2 separate regions of the Macaca mulatta genome follow, and region 2 is linked to region 1. A link is a contact called in public Micro-C data. All regions are on one chromosome and are shown on one strand. Each heading gives the region's core, a stretch centred on a gene start, on an enhancer-like site or on the middle of the called end of the contact. The rest is flanking DNA. Distances are from core to core; before and after follow the strand shown.

What was found. Hi-C and Micro-C count contacts between places; a contact is called where the count stands out from the background.
Region 2: a Micro-C map of CD4 T cells shows a contact between it and region 1, with 11 times the contacts expected there. The contact joins two enhancer-like sites. A contact is called at or near these places in 4 of 14 Hi-C or Micro-C datasets (CD4 T cells, blood, cortical neurons and 1 more).

The regions. Positions count from the first base shown.
Region 1 is chr16:50,139,634-50,144,017 of T2T-MMU8v2.0, reverse strand. It overlaps VMP1 (vacuole membrane protein 1), which reads left to right. Exons shown (of 12, transcript NM_001190897.1): 11 at 1,563-1,665; 12 at 3,056-3,367. The coding sequence ends at 3,199. Among named protein-coding and RNA genes, the nearest start is that of MIR21, 2.4 kb to the right of the region's middle. Within about 2 kb of position 1,632, at least 22 of the 40 cell types and tissues checked have an H3K27ac peak or open chromatin away from gene starts, as enhancers often do. A contact at or near this core is called in CD4 T cells, where this site is marked.
Region 2 is chr16:50,232,187-50,236,429 of T2T-MMU8v2.0, reverse strand. All of the region lies in intron 5 of VMP1 (vacuole membrane protein 1), which reads left to right. Among named protein-coding and RNA genes, the nearest start is that of VMP1, 45 kb to the left of the region's middle. Within about 2 kb of position 2,424, at least 8 of the 40 cell types and tissues checked have an H3K27ac peak or open chromatin away from gene starts, as enhancers often do. A contact at or near this core is called in CD4 T cells, where this site is marked.

The DNA of each region.
Region 1 (4,384 bases), core at 383-2,882:
TCTACTAAAAATACAAAAAAATTATCCAGGCATGGTGACAAGCGCCTGTAATCCCAGCTGCTCAGGAGGCTAAGGCAGAGAGTTGCTTGAACCCGGTAGGCAGAGGTTGCAGTGAACCAAGATCACACCACTGCACTCCAGCCTGGGCAACAGAGCAAGACTACATCTCAAAAAAAAAAAAAAGTGAAGTAAGGCCAGGCGTCATGGCTCACACCTGTAATCCCAGCATTTTGGGAGGCTGAGGTGGGCAGATTACTTCAAGTCAGGAGTTCGAGACCAGCCTGGCCAACATGGTGAAACCCCGTCTCTACAAAAATTAGCTGGGCATCATGGAGGGCACCTCTAATCCCAGCTACTTAGGAGTCTGAGGCAGGAGAATCACTTGAACCCGGGAGGTGGAGGTTGCAGTGGGTCGAGATCACGCCATTGCACTCCAGCGTGGGCGACAGAGCAAGACTCAGTCTCAAAAAAAAAAAAAAAAAAAAAGAAGTGAAGTGAATTTGAGTCAGGATACTTAACAGGACAAGCATTAGGCAGTGTTGCAAGTACATATTGGAATCTCTGGCTGGCTGTAAGAAAGAGTTTGAACTTATTTACGTCCTTAGCCCTATGTGACAGATAACAAACTAAAAGGTACAGAAAATAGAGATGTTTGATTTTTCTAAGTTGCCCCAAGCTACCATTTTTAAAAACGCCTGCAAGCATGTCTAAAACAGGAGCCTGTTAGCTACAGTTGCCAAACCGGTTTAACAGCACTGCCTCCATGTATTCTGGGTGAGAAGGAGCTCCGAGTACATAAATGTATCAAAGATCACTATCCCAGTCATCTCAGAACAAGTTGTTACTAATGTACTGGAGTTTCTGTGCAAACTGTCTACCATAAACCATGAAATGATTCAAAGTTCATAGTTCCTTCTTTGTTCCTTTGTTAATCACTGACTTCTGACTAGTGGGAGGTGCCTCCCAAGTTTGCTAATGCATTCTTTTTGGATAAGGATGACGCACAGATTGTCCTAATAAGGACTTAGATTGAGAAAGACCGCCCCCTCTGAGAAGAGGGGACAAGTCAGAGAGAGGGCGGGCAGTTTCTTTTTTAACTAGGGATGACACAAGCATAAGTCATTTCCTTATTAATTGGTTCAAACCAGTTCTTACAGGAACTGGTGGTGATAAATGTGGGACTTCTGAGAAGTCATTCATTTTATTCTTTGTGCCACACCAGAGTACAGTATCAGCTGAGCTGGCCTTACTCTGGGACTAACTCTTTTGCTGGGAGCGGTTCCTGATTTACAGCTCTTAGTCTCTCCCAGACGTGTTGGTGGGAGAGATTTTGCTTTTTAAGGGGTTGTTAGAAGGAAGAATTTTTTTTTTTTTTTTTTTTTTTTTACTAGAAAGAGCTCACAGAATTTCAGCAGTTCTCTGATTTTTATATTTTATTCCTCTTCCTATACAATCCCTGCCTTTTGAGTCCAGGTGGTAAGTGCATTTTGTTTAACGTTTTTCCTGCTTTTCTTCCCAAATGTGTCTTTTTCCTCGGGCTACTGTACCCTGCCTGCTTCCAGTGCTGTCCCCGGCATAGGTCCATCTCTGCAGAAGCCATTTCAGGAGTACCTGGAGGCTCAACGGCAGAAGCTTCACCACAGAAGCGAAATGGGCACACCACAGGTAAGACTTTATTCCGGTTTCTTCTCCCCTCTGGGAAGTTTCAGGCTGAAATTACATTCACAGCTCTCACTCACATTTTTAGGCAAATAAGTGAGGTTGGTTTGCCAGTGTTCCTTGACAGAAGCTGAGTGTCTGTGTATGCTCTACTGGGAAATTTGTCTTTGTCTTAAACTAGAAAGTGTACTTCTGTACATCTTCTCCCAAAAACAAGGGTGGAGCCAATGGAAAACAATGGTTCTGTTACATAGAATGAGTTGTTGCCTTGATCTTAAATTAGTAGATATACTCCCCAGGTGGATTAAAAAGTTAAAACTTACAGCGTAACAAAGTATTAGACTTACTGAGGTGACTTGAATATCTCCCTTTGATTTTCACTGTTTTTCTTTTCACCCATGGGGAAATGATAATTTTTTTAATACACCAAGGTTCTTACCATAGCTGAACTTTAAAACTTAGACTGTCTTTTCTGTAAACGATTCTGAGGCAAAGGGAAATGACTAGAAGAGGATGAGTAAGCAATAACCTGAAATGGGAAACTCGAGGGAAGCACAGTATTTTTTGTTTGGTTTGGTTTGGTTCATTTTTTGTTTGTTTGTTTGTTTGTTTTTTGAGACAGGAGTTTCGCTCTTGTTGCCCAAGCTGGAGTGCGATGGTGCAATCTCCGCTCACTGCATTCTCTGCCTCCCGGGTTCAAGCGATTCTCCTGCCTCAGCCTCCCGAGTAGCTGCGATTCCAGGCGCGCGCCACCACACCAGCTAATTTTGTGTATTTTAGTAGAAATAGGGTTTCACCATGTTAGCCAGGCTGGTCTAGAACTCCTGACCTCAGATGATCTGCCTGCCTTGGCCTCCCAAAGTGCTGAGATTACAGACGTGAGCTACCGCGCCCGGCCAGAAGCACTGTTTTTTTAATGGCCTTGCACTCTTTATGTGGACCTTTGGTGCCCTCAATTGACCAAACATGACATCAGAAACAGATACATTTATGTGTTTTTAAAACAGCTCCTAATACTAGAACAAAAATATTTAACTGTCTTGACAGTACTCACAAATATCTGCGTGGTAACTTCGGAGTTGAGTTTAATCAAAGAGTTTTTTCTTAGGTCCTAGTAGAAGAGCTAACCTCACACTCACCCCATTTTAAACTATATGAATCAACATTGATTTTACATCCAACAACGTGAAATCTTGCTAGTTGGATGTGAAAAGGAGAGGAATGGGTGTTTTGGAGTAGCTGGGGTTGCTTACTTTTCAGTTTTAATTCTTCAGGTTTTCTAAGTTACACACTTCAAGTTTTCATTATTTTCCTTAAAGCATTATAGATGACCCTCTTTTTACTACTGACCAAATGAAACCTTTTTCACTGCATTGTTCTGCATTTATTTCTACAGGGAGAAAACTGGTTGTCCTGGATGTTTGAAAAGTTGGTCGTTGTGATGGTGTGTTACTTCATCCTATCTATCATTAACTCCATGGCACAAAGTTATGCCAAACGAATCCAGCAGCGGTTGAACTCAGAGGAGAAAACTAAATAAGCAGAGAAAGTTTCAAACTGCAGAAATTGGAGTGGATGGGTTCTGCCTTCAATTGGGAGGACTCCAAGCCAGGAAGGAAAATTCCCTTTTCCAACCTGTATCAATTTTTACAACTTTTTTCCTGAAAGCAGTTCAGTCCATACTTTGCACTGACATACTTTTTCCTTCTGTGCTAAGGTAAGGTATCCACCCTCAATCCAATCCACCTTGTGTGTTCTTAGGGTGGAATGTGATGTTCAGCAGCAAACTTGCAACAGACTGGCCTTCTGTTTGTTACTTTCAAAAGGCCCACATGATACAATTAGAGAATTCCCACCACACAAAAAAAGTTCCTAAGTATGTTAAATATGTCAAGCTTTTTAGGCTTGTCACAAATGATTGCTTTGTTTTCCTAAGTCATCAAAATGTATATAAATTATCTAGATTGGATAACAGTCTTGCATGTTTATCATGTTACAATTTAATATTCCATCCTGCCCAACCTTCCTCTCCCACCCTCAAAAAAGGGCCATTTTATGATGCATTGCACACCCTCTGGGGAAATTGATCTTTAAATTTTGAGACAGTATAAGGAAAATCTGGTTGGTGTCTTACAAGTGAGCTGACACCATTTTTTATTCTGTATATTTAGAATGAAGTCTTGGAAAAAACTTTATAAAGACATCTTTGATCATTCCAAAATTGTGTCCGTTTTCTTGAGCGTTTTGATTTTTTACTTTTAGCTTATATCAGCTGAATGGCAGCCTTGCCTAATCCACCTACAACAAGATTTCTTAAGCCTTCTTTTATTTGCATGAGAGAGCCACTACCAAGGCATGTTTTGTTATGCTGAGACTGGGCTGCTGCATACTGCTAAATGGTACCTCTGGGATTGGCCTACCTGGGAATTTCTTGGTTTGTGAAAATAGGAGAGGAGAGATATTTTATACAAGTGAAAGGATACTGGAGAGAGAAATTACCCATTTCTAAAAAGAACCACACTCTGTCGTATCTGTGTTAATGTTTTCTAGCCTGTACTCTGGTTTCAACAGACACAAATTTATATGTAACCTAGTTTTCTTGCCTTTCTGTAAGTGTTTTATTCTTAATGTTATTTTTTTCCATTGGGACGTTTTTGATTGAACTTGTTCATTTTGTTTTGCTTGGGAGGAAAATAAGCAATTTTACTTTTTCCTTTAGGAGCAT
Region 2 (4,243 bases), core at 1,175-3,674, 92 kb before region 1:
TAAAACTTTATTCATAAAAACAGGTAGCAGGCTGGATTTGGTCTGCAGTTTGTAGTTTGTTAACCCCTGCTCTAACTCATTAAATGACAATAGTACACCAGAAGAGACATTTTGAGCCTGGGAGCCTTAATTAGAGCTAGCTGTCTTCTAAAGATTTTTGTATGACATCTGTGTATTTGGTTCACCCATTTGCCAAATAAGTACTATCATTTCTCTCTTCTTGATCAAGAAATAACAGGTTTAACATGATGCTTTAGAAAAGAATATAGTTGTGCATATGCTTGAGTTGTATAAAAAAAATTAAGAGTAAAAAAAAAAGCTTTTTATGAAGGGAAAAGCAGAAAAATTTCTTCCAAATGAGCTGTCTGATGACAGGAAGATTTGGTTCCAGTTTCATGTAACCATTGGTATGTTCAATTCCTCTTAAATACCAGATTTTACAAGATTGCAACTATTTTGAGGAATAAATAACTTATGGATTAAGTTTAGATGTCATGTGTAGGATGAATATTTCCGAAGATCTAAGGTACCACAGTTCTAAAATTATAATGGACTAGGGATTTTTGTTAAGTAGATTTTTAGCTGTTCTTATTTTTAAAAAGTAGCTATGTAAGATGATAGACATGTTAATTTGCTTTACTATAGTATAACCATTTTGTTATCTGTATGTATACTATAGCATCATATTGTAAGCCTCAATTATGCACAATAAAATTTATTTCTAAAAAACATAGGCCAGGTGCAATGGCTCGCACCTGTATTCCCAGCACTTTGGGAGGCCAAGGCAGGAGGATCACTTGAGGCCAGGAGTTAAGACCAGACCAGCCTGGGCAACCTAGTGGGACCCCGTCTCTACAAAAAAAATTTTTTTAATTAGCCAGGTGTAGTGGCATGCTTCTGTAGTCCCAGCTACTCAGGTGGAGGTTGAGGCCAAGATTGGAGAATCGCTTGAGCCAAGGAGGCTATGATCACGCCACTGCAGTCTAGCCTGGGTGACAGAATGAGACCCTGTCTCAAGAACAAAAAAAAGTGTAGATGTTGTACACAATTAGGAGAAGTGATGGGGTTATTTCCGTAGCCACCTTGTAATTATTTCCCACTAACAGAGAAATATGATTCATAATTCTGTAATTAACCAGGTTAACAAAAACAGGAACTTTGGTACTTGACTATGAGAAATGTATTCTGGACATGCTCCTTATATGCATGTACATTATGATTCATCAAGTTACCAGACAAAAAGATGATTAAAGAACCATTTGTAAACTGTATGTAACATTAAGGATTTATAAAGGCTGTTCTTAATAGCAAAGGAGTCCATCAGCTACAATTTACTCTCCTATATAATGTGATGTACAATTTTTGACACTAGGTGGAGCAGTTTCCTGGCAAAAGGCTTCACAAAGCCCTATATCCCTTTCAATCAAGCCCAGCTTCTAGACAAAGAATTGTAAAGAGAAGAAAAACTATCGACAATCATTTATAATTTAAAAAGATGCCCAAATATTTAGCTATAAGTAGAAGGCTGAATATATTTTACAATTTTTCTGTTTGCCATATATTTTAACCATTGGATTTTCTCATGTTTTAGGTGTTAGAGTTTTACTTTCTAGAAGCAGTTTGGAAGTAGAAAAGTTGGGAACTATTCAGTTACATTGTAGAATAGATCAGGTTTTATTAGAAGCTGTAACATCAAGGAGTTATCCTTTGAATGATATCTGTGAGCCATTTGTTTCATATGACCATTTTTATAGAAAAAACTTGACTCTTTGTTATCAATTAGATACAAAGAAAGTTGTGAGATATGTGCCCCTGTGTAAGATTCAGAGGCCTGTTTCTGCTTTAAAGTTTGGGATTCTTTCATTATTAAAATATGTGTTAAAAATTGTACATTTACCCTGAAGTGCAGGTCAATTGAGGACTAAAATGAAAACAAAAAATATATATGTACATTTTAAAAATCTGACGTCTTAATTGCTTTTTCATATTTATAACCTCCTCGGTACATGGCACCCTAAGGAAGAAGTACTGTATAGTATTCTGCACTTTTTAAAAGCTGTTTTTTCCTTAGGTATAGACATTTCTGATATTTTTTGACTCTTGGCTATTGCTGAAAATAAATATTATTTGGAAAACTGCATTGATATGGGTTGAAATAAAATAGTGAAATAGTTTCAGTAAGTGAAATATTGTAGTAGTTGTTAATACCATAAAGTGGAATCATTCTTTTAAAAAAAAATTGTTAGCCAACTTCTTCCCTATCAATTCAGCTTGACTTCTGAATATTGCTTTATTGCTCACTTGTCTATCCTCCTTTTAAGACAAAAAAGAAATTACCAAAAGTTAAGGCTCTGGTATGACTTGATACCAGACGCTTATAACTATGGCTGTAAGCATGCAGTGACTCAGTGCTGTTTCAGGAAGACCAACAGACCCTTCTTAGAAAAAAATCTATTTGCCTTTTGTTTGATGAAGGCATGAAAGCTCTTCTCTCTGTCTTTCCCTAAGGAATGACTCATATATTAACTCTGCTGAGCATCACCACATCAAAAGAAGAAACCAAGGTCTTCAGGACATTGGGCTGGGTTTTTGCCAAGGAAAAGGGGTATGCACAGACTGGGTAACTTCCTGCCCTTAAGTTTATTAATGTATGCTTAAACAAAAGACAAGAAAATTTAGTTTAGCTTACATTTGTTGTTGGGCATACATTTTAAACAATTTATACTAGCCCCCCCCTTTTTTTAACAGTGCTCTCATAAATATGTAGTTCATTGCTCCTGAATACTTCAGTCAACTGTGTGATCAAAAGTTGCTTGGGTCTAGAGAACAAAGGCGAAACATGCCTTTTTTTCTTTTTCTTTTTCTTTTTCTTTTGTTTTTTAGATGGAGACTCACTCTGTCACGCAGGCTGGAGTGCAATGGTGCGATCTGTATTTTTAGTAGAGGCAGGGTTTCACAATGTTGGCCAGGCTGGTCTCGAACTCCTGACCTCAAGTGATCCACCCGCCTGGGCCTCCCAAACTGCTGGGATTACAGGCGTGAGCCACCACGCCTGGCCAAATATGCCTTTTAATATGGATTAATTCAACATAATAAAAATAGCTTCAAAGACAGTACCTTATAACTTGGAGCATGAACTAATACTATAGAGTTCATATTTCTTTTGTTTTGTCCAGCAATTTTATACTTGCACTTTTTTTTTTTTTTTTTTTGAGACGGAGTCTCGCTCTGCCGCCCAGGCTGGAGTGCAATGGCCGGATCTCAGCTCACTGCAAGCTCCGCCTCCCGGGTTCACGCCATTCTCCGGCCTCAGCCTCCCGAGTAGTTGGGACTACAGGCGCCCGCCACCACGCCCGGCTAGTTTTTTGTATTTTTTAGTAGAGACGGGGTTTCACCGTGTTAGCCAGGATGGTCTCGATCTCCTGACCTCGTGATCCGCCCGTCTCGGCCTCCCAAAGTGCTGGGATTACAGGCTTGAGCCACCGCGCCTGGCCTATACTTGCACTTTTATAGTATAATCTCATATTTCTACCCTATGACCTAGGTAACTGGCATTATTAGGCTTTTTGTTAAACAAAGGAGATGAGATAGAAGTTACCAACAGTAATTTACCAACAGATTTAGAAAACTGAAATCCACATTAATGCATGCCCAGGTTCCTGCTTTTTGACAGTTTGTTTCTTTGTTTTTTGTTTTGGTTTTTGGTTTTTTGTTTTGGTTTTTGTTTTTGTTTTTAGACAGGGTCTGGCTCTGTTGCTCAGGCTGGAGTGCAATGACATGATCATAGCTCACTGCAATCTTGAACTCCTGGTATCAAGTGGTCCTCCCATCTCAGCCTCCCAAGTAGCTGGGACTACAGGCATATGCCACTACACTGGGCTAATATTTTTTCTTAGTAGAGACAGAATTTCACTGTGTTGTCCGTGCTATTCTTGAACTGCTGGGCTCAAGTGATCCTGCTGCCTCGGCCTCCCAAAGTGTTAGGATTACAAGCATGAGACACTGTTCCCAGCCTTTACTGCATTTTGTAAAGAGAGACCAGAGGCATAACTTGGGACCTTCTTTACAAAAAGAATATAAACACTGGTTAAACTTGTCAGTGCCCATTGGGAATCAATATTTTACACTCTAGCCTTCTAGATTTATTTGCTGTAGACTATAACCTTGTTTTTTGACTCTAATGATAAAAACAATGATTAAAAAAATTCTGAGGAGAATTTCTGTGTTTGCAAAAGGGTTTCTG